2 separate regions of the Macaca fascicularis genome follow, and region 1 is linked to region 2. The links are chromatin contacts, called in public Hi-C maps. All regions are on one chromosome and are shown on one strand. The core of a region is the stretch at or near the end of the contact, and the rest is flanking DNA. Distances in the headings are between cores, read along the strand shown.

What was found. Hi-C and Micro-C count contacts between places; a contact is called where the count stands out from the background.
Region 1: a contact with region 2 is called in a Hi-C map of liver, with 3 times the contacts expected there. The contact joins the promoter of MAF here to the enhancer-like site in region 2. A contact is called at or near these places in 2 of 2 Hi-C or Micro-C datasets (liver and skeletal muscle).

Annotation. Positions count from the first base shown.
Region 1 is chr20:75,513,673-75,518,786 of T2T-MFA8v1.1, reverse strand. MAF (MAF bZIP transcription factor) reads left to right here and starts at 2,132. Exons shown (of 3, transcript XM_045381904.3): 1 at 2,132-3,358. The coding sequence starts at 2,241. LOC135968882 (a long non-coding RNA gene) reads right to left here and starts at 1,190. Exons shown (of 2, transcript XR_010583897.2): 1 at 1-1,190.
Region 2 is chr20:74,426,095-74,431,044 of T2T-MFA8v1.1, reverse strand. All of the region lies in intron 8 of WWOX (WW domain containing oxidoreductase), which reads right to left. Among named protein-coding and RNA genes, the nearest start is that of WWOX, 420 kb to the right of the region's middle. Within about 2 kb of position 1,949, at least 2 of the 6 cell types and tissues checked have an H3K27ac peak or open chromatin away from gene starts, as enhancers often do. A contact at or near this core is called in liver, where this site is marked.

The DNA of each region.
Region 1 (5,114 bases), core at 883-3,382, 1.1 Mb before region 2:
AAGGCCGGGTCGGTTTCAGGAGCTTTCTCTCCAAATAAATCTCTGCTTCTTCGACTTGCCTATCGCTTTAAAATCTTAGAAACAGAGTTAGTTGTTGGTTTTCTTCTTTCTCTTTTCTTTTTCTTTCTTTTTTATTTCTTTTTTGCATACACTTTAACAGAATCGATCTAGAAAATTGAACTACTTATTAGCATTTGCAACTGGGGTGGGGGGAGCAGCCTCCCCCAGCCCACCTCCCCCCCCCCAACTCTGGGTTTCCGGGCTAGTTCCAGAAACCGCGGTTTAAAATTTAACCCTTCGAGGGGAGCTGGTGAGGGCTGGGATATTGTTTTTCCCCCTTGCTCCCCGCCACGATCAAGTCCGAAATAATTAAAGGAAACGTAAAAGTGCAAAGGGCGCGCCTGACCCTGATAAACAGAGGTCAGATTTCGTAAGGGGATGGGTGAGTGTGAGAGAGAGTGTGTGTGTGTGTGTGTGTGTGAGAGAGAGAGAGAGAGAGGGCGCAATCTGAGTCTCAAAGGCCAAACTCTGGCCAGTTAGGAGCCGGAGGGCTGAGCCCGGCTGACCTGACTTTGAGCTTCCCTGGAGTTATCTCGCATAGGCGCTCGGTCCGTCCAAGGGCACGCGACGCCAGCGGGCAGCCAGTCCCCGTGAAGAATGGCCTCTAACCAACTTATTTTACCTCCTTTTAAAGAGAGTGATAAAATGGGCTTTCTCTCTCCACGGACTCACAGCATTCCGGGCAGGCGCACGGCGGGGCAGCGTCCAGCCCGCAGCCCCGATCCGGACACCCCAGCTCATCCCTCGCTTCCCGGTCCCTTCCCCTCCCCGGCCGCCCGAGAGAGGGACAAAGAGTTGCGGCCAAGTTTGAGCGCCGGGCACGGCCAGGCTCAGGGAAGGAAGGTCCCCCGGCAGACACCTGGGTGCCAGAGGTGGTGCGAGGAGGAAAAGCTGGGAGGCGAATTCATAATTCTAGGAGTGGAGGGCAGGCAAGGGAGGGGAATCAGGCCAATCCCAGCCAAGCGAGCCCCTGGCGAGCTGGGGCTCCGATGGAAGGCCTGTCTCGCGCTCCAAAGAAAAGCAAACCGTCCTTCCAAGTCCGCCCGGGTTGCCGAAGCCCCTCTGGAAAAACTCCCTCCCCTCTTACACCAAACTTTGGGCCGGGCCTCGTTCCCTCCCGGGTAGGCAGCGGCGCAGGAAGGGTTAAGCCAGCCCGTCCCAGCTGACAGTCAGCTGATTGGGCCCTGATTGACAGCTCCGAAAAGTTTCCTTGTTTCTATACTATTATGCTAATCGCGGCCGCTCTCGCCGCCTCCCATTGGCCCGGAGTGCCAGTCAATTTCTCATTTGGACCTGACGTCACGAGTGCTATAAAACTCAGCAATTGCTTTAAACTCTTCTTGCTGGATCAGAGGCTTTAAAATCTTTTTTCATCTTCGAGCTGTAGCTCGGGCTGCTTGTCGGCTTGGCCTCCCCCTCCCCCCTTTGCTCCCTGCCTTGTCTTTCCCCAGGACTTCGCTATTTTGCTTTTTTTAAAAAAAAAAAGCAAGAAAGAACTAAACTCCCCCCTCCCTCTCCTCCAGTCGGGCTGCACCTCTGCCTTGCACTTTGCACAGAGGGAGAGAGCGCGCGAGGGAGAGAGAGCGAGAAAGAGAGAGAGAGGAAAGAAAAAAAATAATAAAGAGAGCCAAGCAGAAGAGGAGGCGAGAAGCATGAAGTGTTAACTCCCCGGTGCCAAGGCCCGCGCCGCCCGGACAGACGCCCGCCGCGCCTCCAGCCCCGAGCGGCCGCCGCGCGCGCCCTGCCTGCAGCCCGGGCCGGCGAGGCGAGCCCTTCCTTATGCAAAGCGCGCAGCGGAGCGGCGAGCGGGGGACGCCGCGCACCGGGCCGGGCTCCTCCAGCTTCGCCGCCGCCGCCGCCGCCACCGCAGCCCGCGGAGGACCTTCCCGAGCCTGAAGCCGCCGGCTCTGCGCGCAAGGAGGCGAGCGAGCAAGGAGGGGCCGGGGCGAGCGAGGGAGCACATTGGCGTGAGCAGGGGGGAGGGAGGGCGGGCGCGGGGGGCGCGGGCAGGGCGGGGGGGGTGTGTGTGAGCGCGCTCGGAGGTTTCGGGCCAGCCACCGCCGCGCGAGCTAGAAGCGCCCCAGCCCGGCAAGCTGGCTCACCCGCTGGCCACCCAGCACAGCCCGCTGGCCCCTCTCCTGCAGCCCATCTGGCGGAGCGGCGGCGGCGGCGGCAGGAGAATGGCATCAGAACTGGCAATGAGCAACTCCGACCTGCCCACCAGTCCCCTGGCCATGGAATATGTTAATGACTTCGATCTGATGAAGTTTGAAGTGAAAAAGGAACCGGTGGAGACCGACCGCATCATCAGCCAGTGCGGCCGTCTCATCGCCGGGGGCTCGCTGTCCTCCACCCCCATGAGCACGCCGTGCAGCTCGGTGCCCCCTTCCCCCAGCTTCTCGGCGCCCAGCCCGGGCTCGGGCAGCGAGCAGAAGGCGCACCTGGAAGACTACTACTGGATGACCGGCTACCCGCAGCAGCTGAACCCCGAGGCGCTGGGCTTCAGCCCCGAGGACGCGGTCGAGGCGCTCATCAGCAACAGCCACCAGCTCCAGGGCGGCTTCGATGGCTACGCGCGCGGGGCGCAGCAGCTGGCCGCGGCGGCCGGGGCCGGCGCCGGAGCCTCCCTGGGCGGCAGCGGCGAGGAGATGGGCCCCGCCGCCGCCGTGGTGTCCGCCGTGATCGCCGCAGCCGCCGCGCAGAGCGGCGCGGGCCCGCACTACCACCACCACCACCACCACGCCGCCGGCCACCACCACCACCCGACGGCCGGCGCGCCCGGCGCCGCGGGCGGCGCGTCCGCCTCGGCCGGTGGCGCGGGGGGCGCGGGCGGCGGTGGCCCGGCCAGCGCCGGGGGCGGCGGCGGCGGCGGCGGCGGCGGAGGCGGCGGGGGCGCGGCGGGGGCGGGGGGCGCCCTGCACCCGCACCACGCAGCCGGCGGCCTGCACTTCGACGACCGCTTCTCCGACGAGCAGCTGGTGACCATGTCGGTGCGCGAGCTGAACCGGCAGCTGCGCGGGGTCAGCAAGGAGGAGGTGATCCGGCTGAAGCAGAAGAGGCGGACCCTGAAAAACCGCGGCTATGCCCAGTCCTGCCGCTTCAAGAGGGTGCAGCAGAGACACGTCCTGGAGTCGGAGAAGAACCAGCTGCTGCAGCAAGTCGACCACCTCAAGCAGGAGATCTCCAGGCTGGTGCGCGAGAGGGACGCGTACAAGGAGAAATACGAGAAGTTGGTGAGCAGCGGCTTCCGAGAAAACGGCTCGAGCAGCGACAACCCGTCCTCTCCCGAGTTTTTCATGTGAGTCTGACACGCGATCCCAGCTAGCCACCCTGATAAGTGCTCCGCGGGGGTCCGACTCGGGTGTGGGCTTGCTAGTTCCAGAGCCATGCTCACCACCACCTCGCCCCCCACCCTCACCGAGTTTGGCCCCCTTGGCCCCCTACAGACACACAAACACGCATGCACACCACACACACACACACACACACACACCCCACACCCTGCTTGAGTTTGTGGTGGTGGTGGCTGTTTTAAACTGGGGAGGGAATGGGTGTCTGGCTCATGGATTGCCAATCTGAAATTCTCCATAACTTGCTAGCTTGTTTTTTTTTTTTACACCCCCCCCCCACCCCCGGACTTGCACAATGTTCAAAGATCTCAGCAGAGTTCTTCATGTGAAACGTTGCTCACCTTTGAAGCCTGCATCATTCACATATTTTTTTTTTCCTTCTTCCCCTTCAGTTCATGAACTGGTGTTCATTTTCTGTGTGTGTGTGTGTTTTATTTTGTTTGGTTTTTTTTTATTTTACTTTTGGAGCTTGCTGTGTTGCCCCCCTTTTTTCCAACCTCCACCCTCACTCCCTCTCAAACCATCTCTTCCGAGATGAAAGAAAAAAAAGCAAAGTTTTTTTTTCTTCTCCTGAGTTCTTCATATGAGATTGAGCTTGCAAAGGAAAAAAAAATGTGAAATGTTATAGACTTGCAGCGTGCCGAGTTCCATCGGGTTTTTTTTTAGCATTGTTATGCTAAAATAGAGAAAAAAAAATCCTCATGAACCTTCCACAATCAAGCCTGCATCAACCTTCTGGGTGTGACTTGTGAGTTTTGGCCTTGTGATGCCAAATCTGAGAGTTTAGTCTGCCATTAAAAAAACTCATTCTCATCTCATGCATTATTATGCTTGCTACTTTGTCTTAGCAACAATGAACTATAACTGTTTCAAAGACTTTATGGAAAAGAGACATTATATTAATAAAAAAAAAAAGCCTGCATGCTGGACATGTATGGTATAATTATTTTTTCCTTTTTTTTCTTTTTGGCTTGGAAATGGACGTTCGAAGACTTATAGCATGGCATTCATACTTTTGTTTTATTGCCTCATGACTTTTTTGAGTTCAGAACAAAAAAGTGCAACCGTAGAGCCTTCTTCCCATGAAATTTTGCATCTGCTCCAAAACTGCTTTGAGTTACTCAGAACTTCAACCTCCCAATGCACTGAAGGCATTCCTTGTGAAAGATACCAGAATGGGTTACAAATTTAACCTGGCAAACATTGAAGAACTCTTAATGTTTTCTTTTTAATAAGAATGACACCCCACTTTGGGGACTAAAATTGTGCTATTGCCGAAAAGCAGTCTAAAGTTTATTTTTAAAAAAGAGAAATCTGCCCCATTATTTTTGGTTGGTTTTATTTTTATTTTATATTTTTTGGCTTTTGGTCATTGTCAAATGTGGAATGCTATGGGTTTCTAGTATATAATTTAATTCTAGTTTTTATAATCTGTTAGCCCAGTTAAAATGTATGCTACAGATAAAGGAATGTTATAGATAAATTTGAAAGAGTTAGGTCTGTTTAGCTGTAGATTTTTTAAAAGATTGATGCACTAAATTGTTTACTGTTGTGATGTTAAGGGGGGTAGAGTTTGCAAGGGGACTGTTTAAAAAAAGTAGCTTATACAGCATGTGCTTGCAACTTAAATATAAGTTGGGTATGTGTAGTTTTTGCTATACCACTGACTGTATTGAAAACCAAAGTATTAAAAGGGGAAACGCC
Region 2 (4,950 bases), core at 700-3,199:
GCCAGGTTGGCCAACCATGTTCTGCAGAGCAAGTAGCTACGTCTTGCAGCTAGATGGCTGTGTTGTTTTTGCTTACGGGCGTCCAATCTTTTGGGCTACACTGGAAGAAGAATGGTCTCGGGCCACAAATAAAATACACTAACACTAACAATAGCTGATGAGCATCAAAAAAAAAAAAAAAAAAAAAATGTCGGGCACAGTGGCTCACGCCTATAATCGCAGCACTTTGGGCAGCTGAGGCAGGAGGATCACCTGAGGTCAGGAGTTCAAGACCAGCCTGGCCAACATGGTGAAACCCTGTCTCTACTAAAAAAAAAAATGCAAAATTTAGCAAAGCTTGGTGGCAGGCACCTGTAATCTCAGACACTAGCAAGGCTGAGACAGGGAGAATTGCTTGAACCTGGGAGGCAGAGGAGGCAGTGAGCTCAAATCACGCCACTACACTCCAGCCTGGGTGACAGAGCAAGGCTCTCTCTCTTTCTCTCTCTCTCTCTCTCTCTCTCTCTCTCACACACACACACACACACAACCAAAAAACAAAAACCACCACAGTACACGTACAAAAGGGCCGTGCATAAATCTCATGTTCTAAGTAAGTTTACGAATATGTCCTGGGCCACATTCAAAGCTGTGCTGGCCCACATGCGACCCATGGGCCATGGCATGGACAAGCTTGTCTGAACAGGTGCAAATTCAGAGGATTTTTCACGCCTTATTAATCAAGGCGGGATGCGGAGAATGGCTCTGTACTCAGCACACAGCACAGTAAGGCTGTGTTTCCTCCTCTACCATATTAGAATTCAAACATATCCTCAATAGGTAAGAACGCATGCCAAGAGGTGCAATGCTTATCTGGCTGGAGATGGGACCGAGGCATTTCTCAAAGGATGTCGAGTGGGGGTGATATGTGTGTGACATTGATGTTGCATGCCTGTTGACTCATGGATAAGATGCCTTATATAACACGCGGTAGGCCTCTCTGCATGTATTTTCAAAATATAAAAACACAGACAGCTTTTTATGGACCAACCGGACTAGAAGTATTCTAAAGTGTTCCCTGGAAACGCCAGAGCTGTAAAATAACTGAGATATAAACTAGAATATTCTATCACTTGTCAGTAGCATTGTTTGTTTCCTTTCGACTTTTTATTTTTATCCCAAGGGTCAGTTGCTTAAAATAAGCATTGATGTTGCCTAGGCACAATTTACATTTTCAATGTGAAATCTCATCTATGGTTCTTGGCTGGGGAAAAAAATCTTATTTATGTTTATGTATTACTGCTAATCTTGTCTTTAAAAATAGTCAACACTCAGAAATTACTCACGTTCTGTCTCAATAGAATCCTGATTCTTTTCATTTGTTCTCTGTTGGCTGAATCAATACAAGAACACTAGCAAAGTCTGTCACTTCATTTGGGATGATGTTGTTCTTGCTAGAAAGATCTGGCTTCTCTAGGGTTTATGACAACAGCACAGATTAGAAGGGACCCTGGGGCTGGGCACAGTGGCTCACGCCTGTGATCCCAGCACCTTGGGCAGCCAAGGCGGGAGGATCACTTGAGGTCAGGAGTTTGAGACCAATCTGGCCAACACGGTAAAACCCCGTCTCTACTAAAAATACAAAAAATTAGCCAGGCTTGGGGCCAGTGCCTGTAGTTCCAGCTACTCGGGAGGCTGAGGCAAGAGAATCACTTGAACCCGGAGCCAGACGTTGCAGTGAGTATAGTGAGATTGTTCCACTGCACTCCAGCCTGGAGGACAGAGTGAGACCATCTAAAAAAAAAAAAAAAAAAAAGGAACAGACCTTGAGCCTGAAAAGAACTCAAAGCATAGCAATGACCAGACCTTGGGTAGGTAATAATTAATCACCACAGAACTTTGAACAGCCTCCACTCCAAAGCTCTTCCCACTTGGGGAATTCTGTGTCCCTGCTTCCGGAAAAGGAGGGTGCGGTCTCACCGGGCCATAAACACGCGAGTGGGCAGGGCAGTCTTGGAGACTGTGAATATACCTGCTGGGGGTGGAGGGGATCCAAAGAATGCTCAGGCTCTTTCATTTTTCTTTCTTTCTTGGTTAAAAATGACATGTTATAAGCACTCGAGCTCTACTCTTCATTTTTATAGAGTGGCTAAGTCACTGACCAGATGCGTTTCCGAGGCAAAAGCCATATAGAATGTCAGCGTGCACCAAGAACACGCTTGGGCTCTTGGCCAGCAGAACATAGCCTGTGTGTCCACAGGGAGAACGAAGAGGCCAAGTTATGTTTGGAGGGCTGCCTCCTCTTTCTGATGTAGTCTTTTCACATCCACAGAAGCCACTACCCAAAAAGTCGAAGCCTGTCCTCTCCTTCTCTAGGCAGCCCCTGCTGGCCAAGCGAGGAGCTCTTGGGCACCCACCAACCCGATACTCGACAGAAGGTCCAGGAGAGCAAGGGTCTGGAAGGGGCTGACCGGGGATGGCGTTGTCTTCTTGCCGGATCATTTCTCTCCTCTGGCGTTCAGCCAAGGAAATGCGGTTTGCAGAGCCAACCGGGTCCTTCTCTCTCCAAATCACATTGCTCATGATTGGGGAGAGAAAGGCCGAATCTTCCTCCATGGCCCTGGAGTCCTCTCCACCCACTCTCTCTACAAAATCAGATCATCTGGGTCATTTTTAAAGCGTCGTACACGGGCCAGCTGGAACTAGTTGCCTCTTCCTGGCCAAACGCTTGGGGTTTCTTCCAGCCTTAAGCCTGCGTGCTCCCTGCGCTAGCGAGAGCCGAGAGGCATGGCCAGGACTGGGAACGAGGGTGTTGCTAGCCAGACTTCCCAGCAACTTCCTGAGTTTGGAACAAGCCAGAAGCCTGATTTTTTGGTGAGGCCGGCTGGCCCCAAGAGGTAGGGCACTGGGAGCTGTAGCCCAGCAGCTCTCTGGAGCCCAGCAGGGTCTAGGTATCCAATGCTGGAACAGACTCCCTTGGCTGCCCAGGCCAAATCTAGGTACGAAGCCTTAAAAAAGGAAGATGATTATCAGGGAGAAACAGATTGGCTTTCTCCAGTCTCTTCCATCTCAGGGTGTCCTGAGCCCCACTGAGAAGGCCTGGTGGACCCTCACTTTATTCTAGAAACTAGGCTAGTTAAAGAAGGCATTGTCAAGCCAGAAGCTGCCTCGGACTCTTGGCAAGTGTGTTAACTCAGTATGAAGTAATATAAACAGAAAAGAACAATATTCTCTGTTTTCTCACTCCAGGCATTTTAGAGGCTGAGAATTGGAATTCATTTGGGATGGGCCACAGCTTTCAAAAATAAGTTCTGTGTATTTAAAAGATCTTTAGATTTGAAGTTCTGAAGAGTGGGGGCTGTCTGGTGTGAACGCTCTAAACCCGATTGTGCTTCGGCGGCTCAGAAAAATTCAGGAACAATAATAGCCCTTAGTGGAGGAGAAGGAACTGTGTGAAATACACCATTTATCTCCTTTCATGCACAAAGGCATATAAGCATATACAAAAACATATGCATATATACATTCTTCTCCTGGGAGCCCTGCAACGCTTCCCAGTCATTATTCATATTAATTAATGTGGGTTAGGTTTCTAAACTGCTCAGATTAAGAACTCGAGATGTTCTAGAAAGTAAATAATCCAGCTGTTGCCTACCACAGAGAGGCCTGAGCATGAATGCATAAGCTCTGGATTTGGCCTGCAAACGGGGAGGCTTCATGCGTCCGTGGCGTGGTTCCAAGCCCCATGACCAGCCTCACTTTTGCAATTCAGAAACCGGAATTAATTCTCCCATCCTCCCCGATGCACAGAAATGTATTCAGGATAAACTGAGTCATATTTCATAAGTTCTGGGTGCTAAAGGGGAAAGATAGTATTACAAAGACACTGGCACCACGACACCCACTTCTGGAATGAGCCTTGTTGAGCATTTACAAAACAAAATAGCAATGTACTTTCTATGCCATAGCAACCCTGGAAGAAAACTGCGAAGTGGAAACCCTGGAAAATTTGTACGAGGATTCTTAAAAATCTGAGATGGACAAAACGCATTCCGAGAGATAACCTTGCTAATAAATGTTGGTTCATAACAATGTAATCTACGTATGTGAATCTCAGAAAGTACCTTTCTCATGGGAATTTCTTTAAGAAAAGCAATCTTCTTTAGTTTACCGTTTTTAAACCTGTTCCCCCTTCAGGGATACTTTACCTCTAGACTTGCCAAAGAGCCATTTCCTAATACATCCTAGAGAATATATGATTTCATTTTTCCACAGATGCATTTCTATACACCTGGTATTTCGGTTATTTATTAACCATGCCTAGTTTTGTGATTTCTAGCTTTATATCTTTAAAGTCATTAAAACTTAATAGGAGAATTAATCATAAAAGAAATCTATCAAACACAGTTGCCACGCACTTTTTTCCCCCGACTGACAACTTTAAAATGTATTTGAATGTTATTTATTTCATCACACCCAGGGAATAAAAAAAACATAACTTGCAGCTTCCAAGTTCAGAGAAAGCATAAAAATGTGATTTACTATTTATTGTACACTTAGGCACATGCATATTATATATTGCATGTTAATCTTCAACTGGCTAAGTTTAGCAAATTTGACAACACTACTGTTTGCTAGTGAGGAAAAAGAATCGACATCTGTTCTCTTCCAGATATGATTCCTTCTTGGAAGGAATCAGAAATACTCGCAGTCCTATTTTCTGGGTAAACTGATAGAACGCAAGCTGTATAAACGGACAGTCAAACCACAATGCCCCCTGGTGGTGAAATCATGCATATACACATGTAAGTGTTTCTGCACCTCGAGAACATTTTTAAGAAGAAATCTTATTTTTAATGGTGTGGAAATCTTCTTTCAGTTTAAAAAATGCAAAGACAAAGATCGTGGCACATCAACTGTGCTTTTAGAGAGAAAATAAAGAATTGCTTTGCTGTCAGTAAAATTAAAGAT